Linked DNA regions of Mus musculus: regions 1 and 3 are each linked to region 2. A link is a contact called in public Hi-C and promoter capture Hi-C data. All regions are on one chromosome and are shown on one strand. Each heading gives the region's core, a stretch centred on a gene start, on an enhancer-like site or on the middle of the called end of the contact. The rest is flanking DNA. Distances are from core to core; before and after follow the strand shown. Region 1 holds the start of Abhd14a (abhydrolase domain containing 14A). Region 2 holds the start of Nudt16 (nudix (nucleoside diphosphate linked moiety X)-type motif 16). Region 3 holds the start of Parp3 (poly (ADP-ribose) polymerase family, member 3).

Region 1 (4,333 bases), core at 818-3,317, 1.3 Mb before region 2:
CTTGGGAGGCAGAGGTAGGCGAATTTCTGAGTTTGAGGCCAGCCTGGTCTACAGAGTGAGTTCCAGGACAGCCAGGGCTACACAGAGAAACCCTGTCTCCAAAAACCAACCAAACAAAAAAGAAAACCTGCTGGGCAGTGGTGGTGCACACCTTTAGTCCCAGTACTGGGAGGCAGAGACGGGTTGACTGATCTCTGAGTTCCAGGCCAGCCTGGTCTATAGAGAGAGTTCTAAGACAGCCAGAATTACATAGAGAAACCCTGTCTTGAGAAGACACCCCCCCACAAAAAAAAAGCAAAAAGTGAAAAAATCTTTCCCAGTTAAGGTATCTGCTGCTAGTAAAAAACTGGTATGTGGGACTATTCAATACTAGCTCATAGCCTGGCAGTGGTGGCACACACCTTTAATCCCAGCATTTGGGTGGCAGAGGCAGGTGAATTTCTGAGTTGGAGGCCAGCCTGGTCTACAGAGTGAGTTCCAGGTCAACCAAGGGTACACAGAGAAACCCTGTCTCGAAAGAAAGAAAAAAAAATAGCTCATAGGCATTAAATGAGGCTATGCATGAGGGGAAAACTTATACATGCCTAGGACATAGTAAGTGCTCAATCAAGGGTAAATACCGCCCTGATTAGCCTCATCTAAACCAGCACTAGCGTACTGTGGGTGAACTAGTAATACAGGCAGGAGATCAAGTTTGTTTGGGACGAAGGCCCTTTTTCCAGAAGCAGAAACACATGCACCGGTCAGCAAGGACTTTGGAGTTCCTGACTGCCAGGGACGCGGGGTGCTCAGCGCGCTAGCCGCTGGAGCCCAACCAGTTGACGCTGCGGTCACCCGCGCTGCCAAGGCTCCCCGGCTCACTGGCCACAGTTCCAGAACCCTGAGTCTGTCTGGAGGAAGCAAGGGAAGGAGGGGTAGCCTGGAGAGGGAAGGAGAGGTGACCTGGAGAGCCGAGATGAGAAGCCTGGGGGCAGGTGGGTTCTGAGTGGAGACGCCAAGAGAGGGAGTCGAGAGTACAGGAAATGTGCGTGGTACCTGGAAATGTGCGTGGTCTTCCGCAGGAGAATGGCGTGTGCTATTGACGGGTGGGGAGAGAAGTAGGAAAGGGGTGGGGACAGGAGGTGGGGACAGGCCTAGGCGTTCCAGGCGCCCTCTCTTGGTCACAAGCTGCCACTAGGCTCGTCTGCACCTTAACCCTTCGTTCTTTGATCAAACTTGTTTTCCCAAGCCCACCTCCACCCCATGTGCACCAAAAACAGGGTTGAAGATCTCGAAACAGTCAGCGAACTGCATCCTCATTGATCTGCTCCACAGATCATTTCCACACAGAAATGGCTTGACTTAACGGGCGAAATATTTCTGGTATCTTTGCTGTTTTCCCCAACCCCCAACCTCCCATCCCATCCCATCCCTCACCCTGAGTCAGGACAGTACATGACGAGTTGTACACCTGTCATAAAGCTGACATGCTACATATCTGAGTGGAAGGCTCCGCCAAAGTTCGGCCAGGTGACATCGGAGTGTGTTCTGAGCCTGTAGAATGAATCCGGTTAATGCCAACTTTGGCGAGGTACCAAATGAGTAGTGAATCTTTTGCACCCTTCCTGGCCTCCCTGCCCCAAAGTCTGGTTGCAACACAGAGGCCTGAACCTGGGACAGACCAGACGTTGATCACAGGTTGCCAACCAAAAATAAATGTCCTGAGCAGACCAGACTTAGAAGACACCTTAAGCTCTGACCCGTCTGGGGAATGGGGCGAGTAAAGAAAATGCTTGGGCAGAAGTCTGGAGCTGCTGCATCATCTGGCATTAACGCTAGGAGAGCTTGGTGCCAAGAACTCTTCTGAGACCTGACCTGTCCTTAAGTTCCATGACATCCTTACACAGCGTGTCTTTCCTAAACCCCATTTTGCAAACAAACCTGCGGAAATTGATGAACCGGGTGACTTTCCACAGGCTCTCAGGCCAATAACAATTCCTAAAATCTGGGCTGAGAGGGGCGGGCCTCGGTGCTTTAGGGCACCGCCCCACGTTCTTCCCTGGTAACCAGGCTTGGCCTGCAGCTGCGTACTGCGCAAGCGCGCCTGGGTGGCTGGACTTTAGCCGTCTGGTTACCAAGGAGGCTGTACCACAGCCGCTAGGCTGTTTGGCAGTTGGTTCCGCCTAGGCCGGGCCCCGCCTCACCGGAGCCTTTCTGGTCACTCCTGTCCACGCGGTGAGTGTCCCCAGAGAAGGAGGCCCTCAGGTTGTCCCCGGATCAGCCATCCTTGTCCCTGCCGCTTGGGGCAGAGTCCTTTGGAAGGCGCAAGCGCGGGGCAACACGTGTACAGTTTTCCTGTGCCCCTGGGCACGCGAGTGTCTGTGTGTTTTGGAAGGTCTGGGTATAAGTGCTTCTCTTCGCATTGGCGGCGGGGGGCTGGGATAGCGGGGGCTGGGGTAGTGTTTTCCGGTCTGCATGCCTGCTTGCATGTCTCTTCTGTGTTTATCTCTGCATCTGACTGTGTGTATTTCCGAAGGTTTGTGTGTGTCCTTCAGTTGGTGCGTTTCTTTCCCCGCCTGCCCCGCAGGTCCTTGTTTGCTAGTAGTTTGTTTTCCCCTAGGTCTTTTTTCTTAAAACATTTATATTGGTGGTGGCACATAAGGAGGTCAAGTCCAGACTTGCTGGAGTCCATTCATCCTTCCACTACTGTGAATTAATTCCAAGGATAAAAGTCAGATCGTCAGGCTTGCAGCAGGTGCCCTTCACCTGTAACTCTTGCCCTTTTAGTATTTCATTTATTTCGGGGGATGTGTATGGAGCTCAAAGGGCAGTTTTGGGAATTGTTTCTTTGCTTTCACCCTATGGGTCCTGAATTTCCAACTTCCATACCTGTGTGTGGGTTGTTTTTTGTTTTTTTTTTTTTTTTCTCCGAGACTGTGTCTATGTGACCCTGGCTGACCTGGAACTGCCTATGTAGACCAAGCTGGCTTCAAATTCATGGAGATCCTCCTGCCTCTGGCTCCTGAGTACTGTGATTAAAGCCATTGAAGCCATGGGCCACCTGCCTGACTTCCATATGGTTTTGAAATCCTATGTGTCCATCCTGATAACAAAAACCTTATTTTGGGTCACAGAATAATGTCCTGTGACAAAATATTTCCTGGGGAGAGAAAACACACATCTACTTATCCCAGATAGGGAGCCCATGACAGTCCACAGTACGGATACCACCAAAGTCCAACTTGGTGAACCAATGATTTTTATTGGGGTTACTTACAGAAATACAGATAAGGGATTACTTATGGGAGCAGAAAGGACTCAAAGACAGCTATGTCACCAAAGCCCGAAACAGGGGTGACAGTTCACAAAACGTGGACACACCGCACAGCCAGCAGGCAGCTCTCCTGGTTGGGGAGTGTCTTTCCCAAGTGCCTCAGCTGGTGTGAACCTATTGTAGGCAGCTCGGCTGGTTTCTGCTTCTTTGGGGAGCTGGCGTGCTCTCGGAGGAGGCTTCTTTGCAGCTTAGCTTTATGTGGTGGGAGAGGGGTTCTCTCTCAGCTTTTGTGGTTTACTCTGGCAGGGAGGGCTCTAGTGAATCTGATCAGTTTCAGGGGAGTTCTTGAAGCTGATTTCTGGCTGTTCACCTCCCTGCTTAAGGAGCTCCTCTGCAGCATGAAATATTTTGACTTTGGAAGAGACTGTTAACGCACCCATGTATGGGATTTATGGGTGTTAGTGTACAAGTGTGACTGCATAAACCAAATGGGTGTGCAAAGAGGCTATGGTACATTTAGGGGATAGCTTCTTGAAAAGTGTGTGGAAGCCAGGCTCTTGTGTCTGTTATGAGTGTGTGCACACTGTGTGCTGTGGAAGAGGGGCATTTCGGTAACCAGAGCAAGCACAGTTTACCTCCAACCTCTTCCACCCGCAGTGCAGTCTGCATCAGAACCCCTACAGTTGTCTAGTCTTGGGCACCCAAGTTGCCATGGCAACGAGTGAAACCCCACCCCTTGACCCTGAAAGAAGGATGGGACACTAAGAGTGGTCCATCCGGATGTTCCGCCTCTTGGGAAAGCTGCACTGGAGACAGGCAGCCTTGGCTGCTCCAGGTTAGGAGGAAGAGTGTGCTCTTTCTGCACCCGGCTCCTGATTTTCTATCAGCACTGGAAGATCTGCTGAAGCCCACGCACAGCCTGACTTCGGAGCTAGGGAGTGAGGCCTGCAGAAGAGTTCCACAGAGGTGGGTGTGGCCCCAGGTGGGCCCCAGCTCCTAGCCCTACCCCACACACTTTGTTTACACTCAGTAAAGATGCACCCAGAATCCCAGAGTAAGACAAGCACGGTCGTCTCAGGC
Region 2 (4,237 bases), core at 1,466-3,965:
CTTTGCCGACCCTCAGCAGCTCATTCTGCATGTATCTGCATTCTAATATCAGGACAGGTATTTATTTTCTACTTTACATCATAAATAAATGAATAAACCAAAAGTAAAACCACGTTTGTTCTTCTGTTCCTCAAACTGGTTTTTGTTTTGAAAACTCAGCAGTGGCCTGTGGCTTTCTGTCTCAGAACAGTGCAGGGGTTCTCTTTTATTTGGGGGATTCTTTTTTTTTTTCTCTTTGAGGGAGGGCGTAAGGGTGGGATTGAGTTTCTTTCCTGACATCATAAGATGGTTGATGTTCACTGTATTTCACTGGGGATCTTTCTGGCTCTTCAGTGGAAGTTTTCTAAGGAGCATTGGTTTCTTTTGTTGGGCTATGATGTTATAAGCAAGTCCTGGACCCTAACTGAGTTGTTATCATCAGGCATCATGGGCTCTGTGGGCCTCTCAACTGACAGAGCAACGACAACAAGAACAAAAAAGTAAGGGGTTTATTAATCCTTGATGTAGGCATTCCCAATGCTGCTTTATGTAGATGCCTGTAGGGTTATATAGGCCAACTCAAACTCATATTAAGCTCATCCTGTTACTACAGAAAGTATAATAATTCTCTTCATTTGGAGGTGGCCCTTTTTAGTTATTATAGATTGGACCAAGATTTACAGTTTGTTTTATAAGAGTGGTAGTAATCATAGGTCTGATGTATACAATCCTGAACACCATATTTCTTATCACTCTGTTTGCATGAGGCTCTGTGTTAACTCTGTACAATACTGTAGCCCCGAGATAAGTCTGGTTTCTTTATAAATAAGGGGGGGGGCGCATGTAATTTGTTCGGGCTCCCTCACATCGGTCATGGTGGCTTTTCAAATGGTGTGTCTTTAAAAGCCAGGTTGGGAAGATGTCCTAGTCTATACATTCTCTGCCTTACAAGCATGAAGGTCTGAGTCTGGATCCTTAGCACCCCCACAAAAGCCAAGCATAGTGGGCGTGCCTGTAACTCTAGCACTGGGAGAAGGGGAGACGGGGGATCCCCAGAGTTTACTGACCAGATATTGTAGACCGTTAGTGAGCTCAGTGCATTAGTCACTTTCAAAAAATAAGGGGGGCTGGCAGTAGAGAGAGACACCCAGAGACACTCAGAATTGACCTCTGGCCTCCACACACATGTGAACATGAGCCTACGTGTCTTTTGAACACACATACATTTGTACATGCACATACACTGCACACATCCAGAAAACAAAACAAAAGAACCACCGTGTCCTCTTACTACCACCAGGAATTTTTTCTTGAAATTGGCCTGGGGTGGGGCTCTGGAATTGGAAGATATGAAGGGTTTTATAAGCTTCTTTCTTCTTCTTCTTCTTCTTCTTCTTCTTCTTCTTCTTCTTCTTCTTCTTCTTCTTCTTCTTCTCTTCTTCCTCTTCCTCCTCCTCCTCCTCCTCCTTCTCCTTCTTGTTGCCAGGTGATAATGTTTGACCAGGATGATTTGCCTGTCCCTTGGATGTTATCTGAGTAATGGCATCTGTATCGCACCTAACTCACCATGATGTGACTGCCTCAGTCAATGGCATCTCTGCCCTGCGACTCAGGGGACTGAGGCAAGATGTCCACAGGCTTTTCCTGATGGTGCCCTTATTCTTAGGATGCTGGCCTCAATCTTTGACATAAGACACAGCATCGAACCTCCACCCTCGAATCCAAGAATGGCTGCATTTACCATATGTCTGGCTCTGAGGAGAATTTTACTCCCATACTACGCTGGTTCCACCTCCACTAACAGGTCCTTAACTGGGAACCTGAGAGGGTTGAGTGGCTTCTACTAAAGTCACAAGCCTGTATCTGGGTGAGTTCTGAGCTCTACAACAAACTTTCAAGTCCAGGCTGTGACCTGAAGTCAGATCTTCTTTGAGTGTCACCTCTTCCCTTCCTTAAATACATACAGGTTCTTGATATATGGACTCAACTTCAGGTGGGGCAGCCTAGCTGAGGTGAAGGATCCTGAATGCCAGGATCTCAGCATTAGGCATTGAGTGTCCCCCATCTCTTTCCTATTTTTCTTCACAATTTAAAGTTCTGAGGGTATTTTAATTTACTCCTAGTGTGGTGGTGGTGGGGTGTCCTGTCTGACTCCTCCCCACTCTTTTCTGTGCTTTATTTCCTCAGCCAGCCACCCCTCCCCAATCTTACTGTGTGACCTGTGACATTTCCATGTCATTTTCCATGTACCAGGCGCCACATCACTACCCAGAGCCCACAGCCAATGCAGTTGGTTGTTGTAACCACATCCATTGGCCACTCCCCTTCCCCAAATGTGTTAGCTCTGTCCCTGTGCCCTCTTATAATCAGTCAATCCCCACATTTCCACCACTCAAGACTTGTTACACCCACCTCTCCTTTCCCCCATCACGCTAGGCTAGGAATAAGTTCTGAAGCCAGACTACCTTCCTCCCATCCCTAGACTCTTTGTTATGAACGGACCAACCCAGAACCGTTTTCTAAAAAATACGTTGTCCTTTGCACTGGCAGAACTCCTGCGTAAATTCTAACTCAGGTTCCAAAACACCTCCGGCCTGAGCCTGACCTTACCAAGCCTTCAGCCCCACCCTAGCCTAAGGGCCAATCCAGGGTGTCTTCGGAGCTCCTGAGAGACCCATCCTGATTGGCTGATGCGGAGTCTCGCAAAGCTCCGCCCCGAGGCGCTGGCCTCTGCAAGAACCCGGAAGTGCGAGCCTCGAGATGGAGGGGCATCGGAAAGTGGAGCTCAGCGAGGCCCTGGCGCTCGGGCCGGACTGGCGCCACGCCTGCCATGCGCTGCTCTACGCGCCCGACCCCCGCAAGCTGTTCGGCCGCATCCCGATGCGCTTCGCCGTGCTGGTGAGGACGCGTCATGCACGGCCGCTCCCCCGCCCCAGGGCTCGCGAGCCCGGGCCAACCATCATACCCTCCTCCCCCAGATGCAGATGCGCTTTGACGGGCGCCTGGGCTTCCCTGGCGGCTTCGTGGACGCGCAGGACAGCTGCCTGGAGGACGGGCTGAACCGGGAACTGCGCGAGGAGCTGGGCGAAGCGATGTCTGCCTTCCGCGTTGAACGCTCTGACTACCGCAGCTCACACATCGCGGCCAGACCGCGCGTGGTGGCCCACTTCTATGCCAAGCGCCTGACTCTGGAACAGCTGCAGGCTGTGGAAGCCAGGGCACCTCAAGCCAAGGACCATGGGCTGGAGGTGGGACCAGCCTGGGATCCACTCCAGCTCCAGTCTGTCCTCCCCCAATCCCCTTACCGAGAAAAGCCACTGGGTGGAGGAGATTTTGACCCTCCGACTTTGAATTCTTTCAAGTGGCATGAACTAGTTGGGATCTTGGTCATCTCCAGGCTAGATAATACCACCTACTCGGCCACCTTTAGCGGCCCCTGCAGAGAGCTTTTTAGAACACACATCCAAAGGTCTCTCCAGCTCTATGCTAGTGCACATGATACCCTAAGCTCTTGACTTTGGGTTCATATTTCCCTTAAGCAGACAGTGAGTCTAATGCTAGGGACGCCTGTGTGTAGAGGTGACCCTGAACCTGGGAGTGAGAGCGCTATTAAAACTGATTAGTGCGCACACTTTGACAGTGTTTAGACTGAACAGTCCATTGGAATCACTTGAGTTGGGTAAGGATGTCAGAGGAATACTTGGGTATTTGCATTTTTCTTGAGCACCCAAGTGCTACCTATACAGTGGTGTGAGTTCTGAGTTTTGAAATACTGCTACAGCCAGGCATGCCTCCTGGAGGCCGTCGCCAGTAAGGGTGAGGAAAAGGATGGAGAAGGATTGGCACGGATGGAGCTTGGAACCCAGCGTGGCTCACTTGTCCACAGAGTTTGGCTCTCTAAGCTCTCCTGAGGTGTGATTATTAGGCCCGGTTCTGCTTGGCTCTTCTCTGGAGAGTTCTGTTCCAAGGTAGATAAGGTAATGTGTTGAGGTTCTTGAGGTCCCACTTGTCCGATGTCTCCTTTTCATAGGTGCTGGGCCTGGTGCGGGTACCCCTGTACGTCCTCCGTGATGGTGAGGGAGGCCTGCCTGCCTTTCTGGAGAATTCCTTCATTGGAGCTGCCCGAGAGCAGCTACTAGAAGCCCTTCAGGACTTGAAACTTCTGGATCCTGGCATTATTGCAAAACTAAAGATCCCAGATTCTAAGTAGAATCGGACCAGCATGGACCCCTGGAACCCAGAGGGCCTTGGTATGAGG
Region 3 (4,295 bases), core at 163-2,662, 1.3 Mb before region 2:
TCCCTACCGCTCCAGGACACTCCTCGTCTCTCCAGGCTCAACTTTTTAAAAGGCTTCTTCTGTTCTCACAACACATGTCTCCAAGATACACACCTGCAGACACTGACACGGCCTCTCTCCACTTGCCTGCTCACCCGTGTTCGCAACAGTGAAACAAGACCCTAATGTTAGGAAGGCTACATATGTGACAGTACAAAGCTGAAGCCTAGGATCATTCGAACCCAGGAGATCAAGGCCACCTTGGGCAAAACAACAGAGACCTCATCTCAAAAAGGTGCCCAAGGACACCAGTCGTTGTGGTACTGTGTGAAGATGGAATTAAGAACAGGAGGATGTGTTCTGTACCGTTCTCTCCTTGCCTCTCAATCAATCCAGACCTGTGCCTGCCTCCATGTCATAAAGCGAAAAAAGGTCCCAAGCTCTCCCTCCCACAGGAGCCCAGCGTCTTCCCCATAGACACATCAGAGATAAACGACGATATCTCACTGCCGGAAACTGGAGGGTAGACCCAGGATCTCGAGCCAAACACCCAGCTCTGTTGCCAGTCGCACTGAGTCTTCTAGTCACCACGAGCCTCCGTTTATCCTTCCTCCCGGTAAAAACTCACCTCTCGCTCTCAGAATCGCTGGAAATCTCTTCATTCATTTTGCCGCCACCCTTGGACTTGCCCCTGTCCGCAGCAGAGTCTACCTGGAAATCAAACGATCCTCTCTTGGTCACGAGGCCCAGGACTGAGAGAGGCAAGTAGCACCTGGCCCTGGCCAAGTAGAAGGTTTCCCAGGATTTGGTGGATAGAAGAAAAGAGATGTAGGCTTCCTTCTGACGGAGCCCTTGGCAAAGATACTTGCCCCGATGGGGGCCCTGGGATGGAACGATGGCTCTCCCAGGAGCTAGATCGGTCGCGCCCAAGAGTACACCATGCTCACCTTTCGCCGCCGCTTGCCGGCCACCGGAGCCGCCCCGGGCCCGGGAGCTGGCTTTGCCCGCTTACGAGTTGCCACGGCGGTCGACATACTGTTCAAGGTGCCGCTACCCCGAAGAACTCACATGGCTGCTAAACCCCAGCCGCATGGCAAGACCCGGAGCCCTGATAGGTTCCCACGGCGCAGCGGGCCCCACCTTCCGCAGCTCCATTGGGCCCTTGAGAAGATCCTGCCACGCCCCCAAACGTCTATTGGACCGACGCAGCTGGACACGCCTTCAAGAGCTCCTATAGGCTCCGGCGCCAGCCTGGAGTAGGAAGCAAGTCTCTCTTGCGATTTCCGGCCTGGGCCTGTGGCGCTTGCGCTCTGCTAACGCCTGACTAGCAGGGAGGGGTGGGGCCAGGAGGGCATGCGGTGCTTGCGTCTTATGGCCACAAGGTGGAGCCAGAGGTGCGGGGTTCTGTGATTTTTCCGCTGGAACAGCGATTGAAGCTAATACAACCAGACTCTAAAACTTAAGGAATGGAATTCAGGCAGCTCTGGAGAGGAGACAGCATCCGAACCCAGAGCCAAAATCACCGGGCAAATAATGGATATATGCTGTATGTGCCTAGTCAAAGCTGCATGAGGGGCCAGTCAGTCCGAGCGGCTTTGGATACGTCTACATTACTGTCATTTCATCTCTGGGACTGGCCACCAACCTCAGCCTACCCAGCCTCTGACTCACCCCACTAGCGGCCAAAAGCTGGAATTCTACACCACCCCCAAGCTCTTTCCCCTCCTCACGTGATTGCTGGGAAATCCCTACCAAAAACTAGCTGAAGGCTCACGAAGGGTCGCTAGATGGGATCCCAGACTTGGAACTTGTTTCTTAGGAGGCACATTCAGCATTCCTGATACCGGGCTGGATAACAGCCACCTCTTCCAGGGTCCTGTTTCATTTGGGTGAGTGTCCTTTGGCCCTGCCCTAGAGTCCTCTGCAGGGCAGGGAAGGGTGAGGTTAAAGTGGCTCTTGCTCTCTCTGGCACTTGAAAGCCTGAAACTTTGGCTGGCACCCCAGAACTCAGGACTGTTAGCAAAAGGCTACACCACTTGGTCCTAAGCTCTAGAGAGGTAGATCCAGCTGCAGAAGGGCAACTTATAGGGTCCTTCCCCTGTAGCTCAGATGATTCAGCCCAGCAACCTAGCCAGATGACTGACAGGAGGAGGAAATGTTCTAGAAGGGGAAGGGCCCCAGCGTGGGTGGGGTGAGCCGGCTTTCACTTTTTCTGCTGCCTCGGGGAACACCTCGAGCCAACTGCTTCCTAACTCCAGGGTGGGCAGAACTGACGGGCTCTAAGCTTCTGCATCTCTGAGGTACAAAGTGCAGGTTTGGAGATGGGGATATGTAAACCAAGGAGTAGGAGGCCAGCCTCCTAAAGGGCAAATCTGAACGCTCCCTACCTCTTGCCCCAGGAGAACCATGGCTCCAAAACGAAAGGCCTCTGTGCAGACTGAGGGCTCCAAGAAGCGGCGACAAGGGACAGAGGAGGAGGACAGCTTCCGGTCCACTGCCGAGGCTCTCAGAGCAGCACCTGCTGATAATCGGGTCATCCGTGTGGACCCCTCATGTCCATTCAGCCGGAACCCCGGGATACAGGTGAGCTGAAGCCATGTTCAGACCGCAGCCTTTTTGTTTGTTTGTTTTTGTTTGCTTGTTTTGTTGTGTTGTTGTTTTTCAAGACAGGGTTTCTCTGTATGGCCCTGGCTGTCCTGGAACTCATTTTGTAGACCAGGCTGGCCTCTGGCCTCGAATTCAGAAATCCGCCTGTCTCTGTCTCCCAAGTGCTGGGATTAAAGGCGTGGGCCACCACCGCCTGGCAGACCACAGCCTTCTTTCTCCTCCTTGGGTTCTCTGTTCTAGCCAGGGATTGCGTACCTGTCTTCTGAAGACTGCCAAGGTGGGCTGTTATTCCATTGGGTCAAGGTGTACCATGTCTGACCATCAGACACTAGGGTGCATCACACTCAAGGAAGGGGCCTGACTCAATTTCCCCCGGGACCCTCTTCCGTGTTCCCTCAAACTGAGCCCTCAGGGCAGAGCCAGGTCTTTTTTCAGATTCCCCCACCCAGGAAGCAGCTGCATCCTCTCCAAATTCCCAAGCCCACAGCAGGGCTTCATCACATCCAGTCAGACTGTGACCCTGCCCCCCAAGGGCAGAGACACCCAAGTGCCAAAGACAAGGCCCCCCCCATGATGTTCCCTGGTGTACACACCCAGCCCACGCCCCACGGACTCACCCTACACAGGTCCACGAGGACTATGACTGTACCCTGAACCAGACCAACATCGGCAACAACAACAACAAGTTCTATATTATCCAACTGCTGGAGGAGGGTAGTCGCTTCTTCTGCTGGAATCGCTGGGGCCGCGTGGTGAGCGAGCCATCGCCCGGGCTGCCCTCCCCCATCCCCCCTCCCCCCCTTGGGCATCCAAAGAGCTGGCTTCGTCTGCAGCTGTTTGGAGGGCCCAGCCCAGAGACCAGCAAATCTTGCTGGTGGACACACCCCTGAAAGTTGTCCCTTGCAGGGAGAGGTGGGCCAGAGCAAGATGAACCACTTCACCTGCCTGGAAGATGCAAAGAAGGACTTTAAGAAGAAATTTTGGGAGAAGACTAAAAACAAATGGGAGGAGCGGGACCGTTTTGTGGCCCAGCCCAACAAGTACACACTTATAGAAGTCCAGGGAGAAGCAGAGAGCCAAGAGGCTGTAGTGAAGGTGATGGGGCAGCAGGGGGCAGCAGGGGGTAGAGGGGAGGGACTGCCTGCCAGCCCATCCTCCAGTCCCATCCTCCCTCTCTGGTCTCAGCCGAGGCCCTGCTCCCTGTGTGGGCATTCTGCCTAATGGCTGCTGCCCGAGCAGGCCTTATCTCCCCAGGTGTACAGCGGCCCTGTGAGGACCGTGGTCAAGCCCTGCTCCCTAGACCCTGCCACCCAGAACCTTATCACCAACATCTTCAGCAAAGAGATGTTCAAGAATGCAATGACCCTCATGAACCTGGGTGAGGAGGAGCTCTCTGCAGGGTGGCAGCTACCCCTGACCCCCACCCCCACCCCCACCCCCACCCCTGATCTCAGGGGCTACAGGGCTCAGCTCGTCCCTTCATCCCCCAGATGTGAAGAAGATGCCCTTGGGAAAGCTGACCAAGCAGCAGATTGCCCGTGGCTTCGAGGCCTTGGAAGCTCTAGAGGAGGCCATGAAAAACCCCACAGGGGATGGCCAGAGCCTGGAAGAGCTCTCCTCCTGCTTCTACACTGTCATCCCACACAACTTCGGCCGCAGCCGACCCCCGCCCATCAACTCCCCTGATGTGCTTCAGGCCAAGAAGGACA

What was found. A called contact is a pair of places that touch in the nucleus more often than the background predicts. Capture Hi-C pulls out chosen DNA fragments and counts their contacts.
Region 1: a promoter capture Hi-C map of liver shows a contact between it and region 2, with 3 times the contacts expected there. The contact joins the promoter of Abhd14a here to the promoter of Nudt16 in region 2. A contact is called at or near these places in 1 of 39 promoter capture datasets (pre-B cells) and 1 of 9 other capture datasets (liver).
Region 3: a Hi-C map of uterus shows a contact between it and region 2. The contact joins the promoter of Parp3 here to the promoter of Nudt16 in region 2. A contact is called at or near these places in 2 of 39 promoter capture datasets (liver and pre-B cells) and 1 of 484 Hi-C or Micro-C datasets (uterus).

What each region holds. Positions count from the first base shown.
Region 1 is chr9:106,445,412-106,449,744 of GRCm38.p6, reverse strand. Abhd14a (abhydrolase domain containing 14A) reads left to right here and starts at 2,067. Exons shown (of 6, transcript NM_001110271.2): 1 at 2,067-2,214; 2 at 3,911-4,219. Abhd14b (abhydrolase domain containing 14b) reads right to left here and starts at 1,105. Exons shown (of 4, transcript NM_029631.3): 1 at 1,036-1,105.
Region 2 is chr9:105,130,283-105,134,519 of GRCm38.p6, reverse strand. It overlaps Nudt16 (nudix (nucleoside diphosphate linked moiety X)-type motif 16), which reads left to right and starts at 2,715. Exons shown (of 3, transcript NM_029385.2): 1 at 2,715-2,877; 2 at 2,958-3,227; 3 at 4,010-4,237. The coding sequence starts at 2,740. The coding sequence ends at 4,189.
Region 3 is chr9:106,474,066-106,478,360 of GRCm38.p6, reverse strand. Parp3 (poly (ADP-ribose) polymerase family, member 3) reads left to right here and starts at 1,412. Exons shown (of 11, transcript NM_145619.3): 1 at 1,412-1,868; 2 at 2,379-2,562; 3 at 3,213-3,338; 4 at 3,493-3,681; 5 at 3,841-3,964; 6 at 4,077-4,295. The coding sequence starts at 2,386. It overlaps Rrp9 (RRP9, small subunit (SSU) processome component, homolog (yeast)), which reads right to left and starts at 1,052. Exons shown (of 15, transcript NM_145620.4): 1 at 927-1,052; 2 at 608-690. The coding sequence starts at 1,013.